Regions from separate parts of the Sus scrofa genome. Here all the other regions are linked to region 1. The links are chromatin contacts, called in public Hi-C and HiChIP or PLAC-seq maps. All regions are on one chromosome and are shown on one strand. The core of a region is the stretch at or near the end of the contact, and the rest is flanking DNA. Distances in the headings are between cores, read along the strand shown. Region 1 overlaps EFCAB11 (EF-hand calcium-binding domain-containing protein 11). Region 2 has its middle 150 kb from the start of FOXN3. Region 3 has its middle 200 kb from the start of FOXN3.

Region 1 (3,089 bases), core at 363-2,862:
AATTGGGTAGAGCAGCTGCTGGCCCTGCATTTTATCTGAGCCTGTTGCAAATTGTCTTCTTTTCTGGGCTTTCCATTTCAGATGTAGAGTCAGAGGCTTTAAAACATACGAACTTGACCACGCATTTGTGTAGACATTTAAACTGCTGTCATCGTAAAATTATTACGGTAGTTTTAAACTCTGTCAGAAAGCTTTTAACAGAACTCTGTTATCAGAGTCAACTTGAATCAATTGGGTGAAACTTTCTTTTCCTTTCTTGCGCGTTGTCTACTAGAGAAGTTTCTTTTAGTGACCCAATTTGTTAGAGTGTGGTGCCATTCATTCTGCTGGTTACCAGTTCGGCATGACAAGTGGCCGGATATCCTTTTCATAGACACCTTCTATCCACAGATCGGTTGTTTGGGGGAAAAAAAATTGGACCTAGTTCTTCAGGAATACTTATTTCCACAAGCTGATGTACAGAAATCAGATGAGCCCCTATGGTTCAGTTGTGCTGTCTCTACACTGGCATCCATTGCTAGATGGGTCTCAGTTAAATAGGAGGGAAAGCGCAATGGCAGTACATATTCACATGTTCATATATCAGCATCCATCTCTGAGTCAGGAATCTTGATGAAAAAAAGATAAAAATTTATTTATTTATTTATTTTCTTTTTAGGGCCACACTCATGGCATATGGAAGTTCCCAGGCTAGGGGTCCAATCAGAGCTACAGCTGCCAGCCTACATCACAGCCACAGCAGTGCTGGATCAGAGCTGCATCTGTGACCTATACCACAGCTCACGGCAATGCTGGATCCTTAACCCACTGAGCAGGGCCAGGGATCAAACCCTCGTCCTCATGGATACTAATTTGGTTTGTTACCATTAAGCCACAACAAAAACTCCTCAAAAATTTTTAAATGTGAAATTGCCTCCTCAATCATTTTTAGTTCCAATTAAATTAATGTCTTTTGTGGACACTGTAGGCAAGCATAGTATTCAATACCACTTAGTTGCTATCTCTCTCTTACTTTCTAATTTTCATTTAGTTCTTAGTCTTTGCTTTTTAGTGTGAGCTTATGGTAGAATAAATCAAATTAGCTTTAGTGGGTAGATTTAGTTTTCTCTAATAACTTACTAAGCAAAACATACCTTCTTCTTAAGTGAAAAAGCCAAAGTGGATTATTTTTTATTTGACTGACAAGGAAAGGCATTTCTAATTTTATTTAGTGATTGAAATAAATTGCTTTACCATAAATTAAACGTGAAATATCTATATGATCTTCTTTTAATGAACAAAGCCCACTGAGAGCCAAGCACATTTGTAGTTGGTCTCTTTAGCCAGTTGGTGGTGCTAAAAATTCTGATAAGAAATTAACTGAAAGGAGAGGAAGTTAGCCCAGAGCCTTTCTTAATAAATGTTGTCTTATTAGTTTTTGAAAAATTAGTACCAAAAACGTATGCCCAAATTATTGCACCTTCTAAATTTAGGAACTAAACCGAGTATCTCTGATGGACGGCAGAGTACATTTCTAGTAAACTTCTGTACATATGTCATTGGCTCCCATAGGATTTGCCTGTCGGAGATGGCATAGTTGTGTAACTCCCGGCTCCATTCTGGAACTCGCCCGTAGCCTGCTGGCTGGGGAACAGAAGTGAGGCCAATACTGTGTGCTAGTGCCGTATTCCTGGGTCTATTTAGGTGTGGAATTTAGAGCTAAGAAGTACTATTTTGTATTATTACTACTTTTTTTTTTTTTAACTATTAATGTGCTTTTTGTGGACTAGGTTTGTTTAAGCCTTTGTTTTTTAGTGCCTAACAAGTCCCGTAGAGCGATAGTCTGTTGCCTGAATGTGTCCTGGAGATGCGGCCAGAAAAACAGAGGACTTGGAGTTAAGACGTCAAAGGTCTGGATCCATCAGTCAGATCTAACCAAAGATGTTACTTGTACTAGTCTTAAAAAAAAAAAAAGGCCTTACTTAGTTATACTTTTAAATTTTACACTGGCTAAAGCACCTAAGTAATAGCATTTTATGATTTTATTATCCCATTGAAGTTTTCTTCTGACTTGTTTCAATCTTCCAAACATAGAATATGCTATGGAAAGCTATCAGAGTTTTAAAAAGTAAAAAAAAGTAAAAAAGAAACAAAGTCGAAAAAATGTTTTTAACAGATAATCCTAGAACTGACTTTTATGATATTATAAAGACTATTTAAATTTAAATAATCTTCCTTTCACCTAGATAAAGACTGCCTGTCAATTCAGGAAGTCAGGAAATTTAAAACCCTAGAGCAGGTTTGAATTTCCCTACATATTTCATAACCGCCCCTTGGTCACTTACATCTATTTTTTTTGGCTACACTCATGGCACATGGAAATTTCCGGGCCAGGGATCGAATCTGCGCCACGGCAGTGATCTGAGCCACACGTCACCAGATGGCAACACTGGATCCTTAACTGTTAGGCCACCAGGGAACTCCCTGTATCAGTTCTTTAGAGCTCAGTTTTCCCAGCTTGTAAAATGGGAATAGTAATCACTTTTCCCCAGAGTTGGTGAAAGATGAGATCCCGAGGGTTTGTTAGGTGGTGTTTTCCCGACACTTCCCTCCTTTGAGGCAGAGACGGTGACTCAGTTGTTTTTGAGCCCCACACGATACCCCTGGACTTAGCCAGGGCTTTAGGGCAGGAAGTCCTCTTTGTGTCCGGTAATGCCTCGTGCTCCACTAATGAAGAGATATTTCTAGGTTGTAACATTTCACAAGGATTTTGCAGACTCAGACTCGTAAAAGAGCTACTCAGATAGATCTGGTTTTCAGCTATTTGCCTGTCTATCCTTGGGGATATTGACTTGTTGGTGTGAATCTGCCTAAACGTGTAAGACTGGAGACGCAAGTATGAGATTTCCAAAAGGTAGGATAGCAAAGGCGTTACTAAGAGTTTGTTCATCCATCCATTTGTTTGCCCCACAGACTTTCACCGAGCATTACTCTTCCAGAGATGAACTCCAGGAGAGCCGCAGCCCACCTCTGAGAGCTGCAGGCATCAAGCAGCCGGATGCTTCTGTTTGGCAGGAATTGATGCGCAGCCCTTATTTCAGGCACAGCAA
Region 2 (3,089 bases), core at 368-2,867, 240 kb after region 1:
TATTAAGATCATTCCGAATCCCATCAGACAAATAGATGACATTCCCATCTCCAGAAACTAACAAACAGGAAAAACAAGAAAGAACAAGACAACAAAGAAACTATTTGTTGTGACATGAAGAGAGGGAACGGTCTCCAAAAACTCTTGTTAATAGAAAATGTAGCCTTGAACAAGAGGCATGTTTGGGGAAAGTGATTCCTTTTTAGGAAGATGCTCTTGCATGAGATCTTGTTCAAGCAGACATTCTCAGGCTTGAGATCATCGCTTTCCCTTTGAGAGGCCAAAGGCTAAAATAGCATTTCTAGAACAACTGTGATTCGTGAATACCGAAAAATGTAAGTGTAAGGCATTTTTACCTTTCCCCCCATCTTTGTACACGGTCAAATTGGTAATTTTCATGGTAGTCAGTTCATGGCTGAACGTGGTGGGCACAGGGAGACTGTAGAAAGGCTTTTGAGATAACATTTTGCAACCAACATATTCTTTGGTTTTCTTTTTTTAGACCGTGCTTTAATTTTTCTTTCTCAGATTTTTTTTTTCCCTAGTGTAAGGTATCTTTAAATAATAAAACCCTTTTTCTTTCTCATATGCACTCCTTGCAGTGACTTCAGTGAAACATGCAGGTCATTTGGAGCACAGAACTGTTTTGTGATTCACATCATTACAAAATATGTCCCATTAAGATGATGCACAAGCTGAACCGGCGTTAATGAGCCTGCCTTTTTGCAGGATAATTCAAACTTTAAGGGTGATATTAACTTAAATAAAATAAGAAAGGGAGGAAAAATCAGGTTCATTGTGCACCAGAGATCATGATCTTTATCCTCTCAGTTCATAAAAGCATATCTATTGCTCACATTACTCTCAAACCATTATTAGAGTGGCTGTAGAGCACACATACGTGTGTAATGAAGTACCCCTCCGCGGCCATAAAAGAACTGCACGTGTTTCCACGGGGGGTCCACGTGGAACTTGATTCATAAGCCCGTAAGAGGGAGTGGGTACCTTTAACCTTTATGGAACGCTGCATAGAAATGTGAGGCATATGCCCACTACTTATTCAAAGCAAGAGCGGAAACCCTCCAGCTACGGCCAACTCCGTCCCACTGCTGGTTTTGTAAATAAAGTTTTATTGGAACACAGCCCCTCCTATCTGTTTGCATTTTGGCCGCTTTCGTCCTGGTAACAGCCGAACTGGATAGGTGCCATAGAGATTGCACGGCCCAGAAAGCCTGGAATATTTACTATCTGGCTCTTTAAAGAAAAGGTTTGCCAACGCTCAACCGAAAGCAACACTTTTGTGTCCTATACGTGGAACATCTACAACATGGCAAAATGACTAAAAGCTCTAGGAGATGAATCCAAGACTATTTCAGAGCAGAATATTTCCATGGTGTATCACGGCGAGGTCCTCGGATCTGCCTGACCTCTTTAGGAACATCCGTCTTTTTAAAAAGCCTCTATCTGGGATCTAAAACTCTCCTGTTGTCAAGAAATCAAATAAATAAATAAAAAAAAAAAAAACAATAGCCGCTCGTTTCAGAAACCCTCCTGCAACACAATGTCTCGTGTTCCCCTTCTGGCTCTGTGGCAGCTGTTAACTATCAAATACTATTTCTAGAACCGCGCTGACATCAGTCGGCGATCATACACAAAGCTGTTTGGCAGGACATGCGCTGTGCAAGTTGAGGTTGTTAAAATGAAACAGCTCTGTTAAAATTAACTCTATTCACATCCTAGGGAAAATATCTGAGTTTGCCAAATCAAATCCTTCCTATATCAGTGGGGAAGAACCATTTGCCAACATCTAAAAAGGTAATTTAGACACAGGAGAGCCAAAAAAAAAAAAAAAAAAGAAAAAAAAAGAAAAAAAAGAAAAGAAAGAAAGAAAAAAAACTCTTCAAAATTAAAATGATAAAACAAAAATTTGCTTGACAGCAAAAGTACTTCTAAATGTATGAAATTGAATCCAAAACTGAGCCTGCAACAAATTTAACTGACAAGAAAGTCTGCATAATGGACTTGGTTGTATTATTAATGCTAATATGGGTACATTTTTGTTCTATTGTGCTGACGGCAAGAAGATAAATGCCCACTGAAGGCACTAAAATATCTCCACTCCATTGAAATACTGATTATAGTCAGAACGCAAACACTTATTCTTCACTTGTAACAAAAAAAAAAAATTTTTTTTAAAGGAAGTGCTACTGTAGAGGCCATTTCAGAGTCAGGTGTGGCTTTGAAATCCAATTTCTTGAAATTACTAAATGCAACATTTTAAAAATCAGTTTCTTTGTGGAATTTTCAATTTTGTGGATATGATTTAATCAAAATGATATATTCCTCACATGATTTTTAATTAGCACCTCTTTAAAATGAATACTTAGGAGTTGCCATTGTGGCTTAGCAAAAATGAACTGGACTAGTATCCATGAGGATGCAGGTTCCATCCCTGGCCTCGCTCCATGGGTTAAGGATCTGGCATTGCGGTGGCTGTGATGTAGGCCAGCAGCTGCAGCTCTGATTCGACCCCTAGCCTGGGAACTTCCATATGTCACACATGCAACCCTAAAAAGCAAAAAATACATACAATACAATACAATGAATAATTAGCCTCACATAGCCCTTATAATTCATGGTTGAAGTTTACATTCAGGGCAGCCAGTCAAATAATGTATGATATCACTTACGTGTGCAAACTAAAAAACAATACAAACGAATGTATGCAAAACAGAAACAGACTCGCAGATAAAGAGAACAAACTCGTGGTCGCCTGAAGGGAGAGGGGAGAGAGAAGGGACAAAGGAAGGGTAGGGGATTGATATACAAACTACTGTGTGTCAAATAGATAAGCAACAAAGACACATTGTATAACACAGGGAGTTATAGCCATTATCTGGTAATAACTTTAAATGGAGTATAATCTATAAATATAGGGAATCACTATGCTGTACATCTGAAACTAATATAATATTGTAAATCAACTATACTTCAGTTGAAAAAAAGAGAAACCAAACTGTGTCAATGCTTTTTTTTTTTTCCTGCCAGCTCACCTCTCCTTGAAAATCAATATTTAAAGTCCTCTCTTC
Region 3 (3,089 bases), core at 346-2,845, 190 kb after region 1:
CCCCCCTAGACTAGCAAAAGGGCTAGTGGAGGATGAGGGGAATACAGAATAGATGGTAAAGAAGAGAGATGACGATTTTTAGTTATAACCTTGGGACCAGCTGCAGGGGCAAGAGCTATAGTTTGTCCCACTAGATTTGTGACCAGTTAGAATCTTGAATAAGCTGGGACAAGATGGAAACTTAACCAGGGAACATGTGAATCTGAATGCTGCAAGGGGTGGACTGTAGTGTATGCTTTTGGTACTTTGCCCAAACCCTCTCAGACCCCCTTTACTTGTTCACCGTCCCCATCCTCTAGCTTCCGGGTGCTTCTCTCCTAATGGCTCACACCTCCAGCCTTCAAAGAACTACCCTTAATCTATTAGAGTCCCTTCACCTAGACTCACCCTGGAAGTGTTGGGTGTTCAGGAAGGCCCATCGCCAGGGGCTGGTAAGAGCAGGGGTGTAAAAACCCAGCTCCCTTGCTTCAGGGCCGAGCAACTCTCTGTGTAATTTGTGCCCCACAGCTGCCTCTGGATCAAGCTGAGGCTGGAACTTGACCTTACATTCCTGCCTTGCTTGCCTTATCCTCCTGCCCTATTCTGCTTCCCTTATTTGTGTCTTCTGGAAGCTTGTCCTTAATAAATTACTTGCACAATCAAGAATCAAGACAAAACAAGACAGTTTCCTAATAGCAAATAAACTCTCTGTGCACAGGCCCTGTTTGGGGGGGGGAAATCTTTTAATCTCCCACAATACGTAGCCCACCATGGGATACACACAACAAGTTGATCTGGATTTTGGCAAATTCTTTGGTTTAGATTCTCTTCCTTTAGTAAGAATCTGAGAACCCTAAGTTGCAACTCCCTTGCTACATTACAGACTGGGACATCTGTAAATTATCGATGATAAATCAGTGTAAACTCTATGTGCCAGGTTTTCTGGACAACCTCGATTTCAGCTTCTCCATCTCCTTGTCAGACCATTTCCAGACAGCGTGTCCCAGTTGGTGTGTTGGTTGGATGGCAAAGGACGGGACGATGTGCTAGCCAAGAGGCAGCTGACGGAGGACACTTAACTATTTAAAAAAAAAGCAGGGACCTTGAAGTTAAGCAAGACTGGACATCAAATTCTGGCTCCACGCCAACCGGTTCTCCGACCGTAGCCACATTTTATTCATGTTCAAATGAAGGTACTAGCTCCTGCTTCACAGCACAGAAAATGAGTTCATGTATGCCAAGTGCTTAACATTGCTCCTCGACCTAGTAAAGCTCAAAAAAGGGTTCCTTTCAGAAGGCGGATAAAGGTCCTCAGCGGAGTTTGGGGACGTCACTGTCCTTACACAGCCAGTCCCGGGAGAGGCAATGCCGAAGTGTTTCCGTTCATTTCTCCTCTGCGGGCACAGGACACAAGCCAAATGAAGAGAGGACGTCTTCCCGGCCGGAAGGGTCGACCTCAAAGGAGGACGGCCCGGGCCCTGGGCCACCATGTAGCTCCTCGCCCGCCGCTCCGACCCTCCCCCACTTCCCTCCGGGCTGGGCTGAAGTAGGTGAAGGGTGGAAGCCTAGAGACTGCGCCGCGGAGGCGGAAGGCCGCCGCCGGTTTCCTAGCAACGGCCGCCCCGCCCCATCCCACCCTGCGTGGCGCGGCGGCGCCGGGAAGCGGGGGGCGGGCCGCCGTTGCTATGGTAGCGCGTCCGCCCCGCCGGACGCCGGCGGAACCTGCAGGAAGCTAGGGCTCTGGGCCCCGCGTGAGCTGCGGGGCGACCTTCCCCCACCCCACCGCCAGCTCCAGCTTCGGTCCGGCGGGGACCTGCGCCATCTGTAAGCGTGGCCGCCGGGCTGCAAGGCCGCTTGGTCCCCACTCGCTTCCCAGCCGCCTGGGCCAGCTAACGGCCTGGCTGTCTCGTGAGGACAGAGTTGGTCATCCGGGCCAGGTCTAGGCTGAATTAACTGTTTTGGAATTTCATTGGACCTTTTTTCCTCTACCGTTGCAAGAGACACGTACATGTGTGTACACACACACACACACACACACCCAGGGTCCCGTTCTTTTCTATCAAGTGTTTCACCTGAAGGATCTTTAATCTTGGAAAGAGAATATGCAGAAAACAGAGCGGCTTCCAAAATTAGCCTTTTAAAACGACACTACAAATAAGTATCATATTTCATGAGGCCCATTTTTAAACTGAAAATGCCCATGGCTGGAAGGGTATTCTGGATTCTGGACTTGAATTTGCATTCTTCTGAATTCCTCTCTGCAATGATCTGCGTTTGGGCAATTCAGTTGTGGGGTATTAAATTTAAACGTATTCGCCTCTAGCTAGTGTTGTGTGTTCTGATTGCTCTGTTAAAGGACCCACTCACAGAAACAAAGCCACATGCTTCTCAGTCATCCTCCGGCTCGGCTAGAGAGTATTTTTAAAAGGGGCGGAGTCAGCCACGTGTTTGTGAGTTTAATCAAATTGACAAGGGCTCTGAGCGAGAAAAGCTTGCTATCTAATGGCAAGACAGCGTTAGGTACATAGAGATGTGTTCTTTTTGGACTTATTTGAATTAGAGCTTTTCAAACAGAATCTTCTCTTGCATATATTTTTCTCGATATGCTGCAACTGGAAAATTTAAATCAAAAATCCTATTTCGTATATTCATTTTTATGGTAAATGTGTCTAGGCTGAGATTACGCATTTTCCTGATCAACGAGGAAATGCGCCGCAATCACTGTGAATTGAGCACCTTGCTGATTGAGCAACACTTGAACCTGGAGGCAAGAACGATCATAATCTCAGAATGAGAATCCTCCACAGTATATTTCACAAGCGTATTCACAGCTAACCTTTTTCTACCCTAAAGGATCATTCACTTGGAACTTTTTTATTTTGCATTTTGCCGGAATGCTTCATCTCTTAGAAAGCCACTTTCACATACTTTTTCACTTGGAAATGTAATTGTGTTGGGCAAATGATCATATAATTTATATTTGTGTGTAAATATGTGTGTTTCTGTATTTTTCCCTGGTGTCAAAACAGAACTTTTATTTCACATGGTGAAGAGTAGAGGATAAATTCTGAAAGCTAGATCAAGGATCTGAAAATAATGGTTTTATGTTT

What was found. A called contact is a pair of places that touch in the nucleus more often than the background predicts. HiChIP or PLAC-seq counts read pairs in DNA pulled down with a chosen protein or histone mark.
Region 2: a Hi-C map of skeletal muscle shows a contact between it and region 1, with 6 times the contacts expected there. The contact joins two enhancer-like sites. A contact is called at or near these places in 3 of 47 Hi-C or Micro-C datasets (embryonic fibroblasts and skeletal muscle).
Region 3: a contact with region 1 is called in an H3K27ac HiChIP or PLAC-seq map of skeletal muscle, with 4 times the contacts expected there. The contact joins two enhancer-like sites. A contact is called at or near these places in 6 of 47 Hi-C or Micro-C datasets (embryonic fibroblasts, fibroblasts, psoas muscle and 2 more) and 2 of 2 datasets of contacts at active chromatin or transcription factors (alveolar macrophages and skeletal muscle).

What each region holds. Positions count from the first base shown.
Region 1 is chr7:111,729,179-111,732,267 of Sscrofa11.1, reverse strand. All of the region lies in intron 5 of EFCAB11 (EF-hand calcium-binding domain-containing protein 11), which reads left to right. Among named protein-coding and RNA genes, the nearest start is that of EFCAB11, 36 kb to the left of the region's middle. Within about 2 kb of position 1,612, at least 12 of the 83 cell types and tissues checked have an H3K27ac peak or open chromatin away from gene starts, as enhancers often do. A contact at or near this core is called in retroperitoneal adipose tissue and skeletal muscle, where this site is marked.
Region 2 is chr7:111,493,774-111,496,862 of Sscrofa11.1, reverse strand. No RefSeq gene overlaps it. Among named protein-coding and RNA genes, the nearest start is that of FOXN3, 150 kb to the right of the region's middle. Within about 2 kb of position 1,617, at least 10 of the 83 cell types and tissues checked have an H3K27ac peak or open chromatin away from gene starts, as enhancers often do. A contact at or near this core is called in skeletal muscle, where this site is marked.
Region 3 is chr7:111,535,062-111,538,150 of Sscrofa11.1, reverse strand. No RefSeq gene overlaps it. Among named protein-coding and RNA genes, the nearest start is that of FOXN3, 200 kb to the right of the region's middle. Within about 2 kb of position 1,595, at least 76 of the 83 cell types and tissues checked have an H3K27ac peak or open chromatin away from gene starts, as enhancers often do. A contact at or near this core is called in retroperitoneal adipose tissue and skeletal muscle, where this site is marked.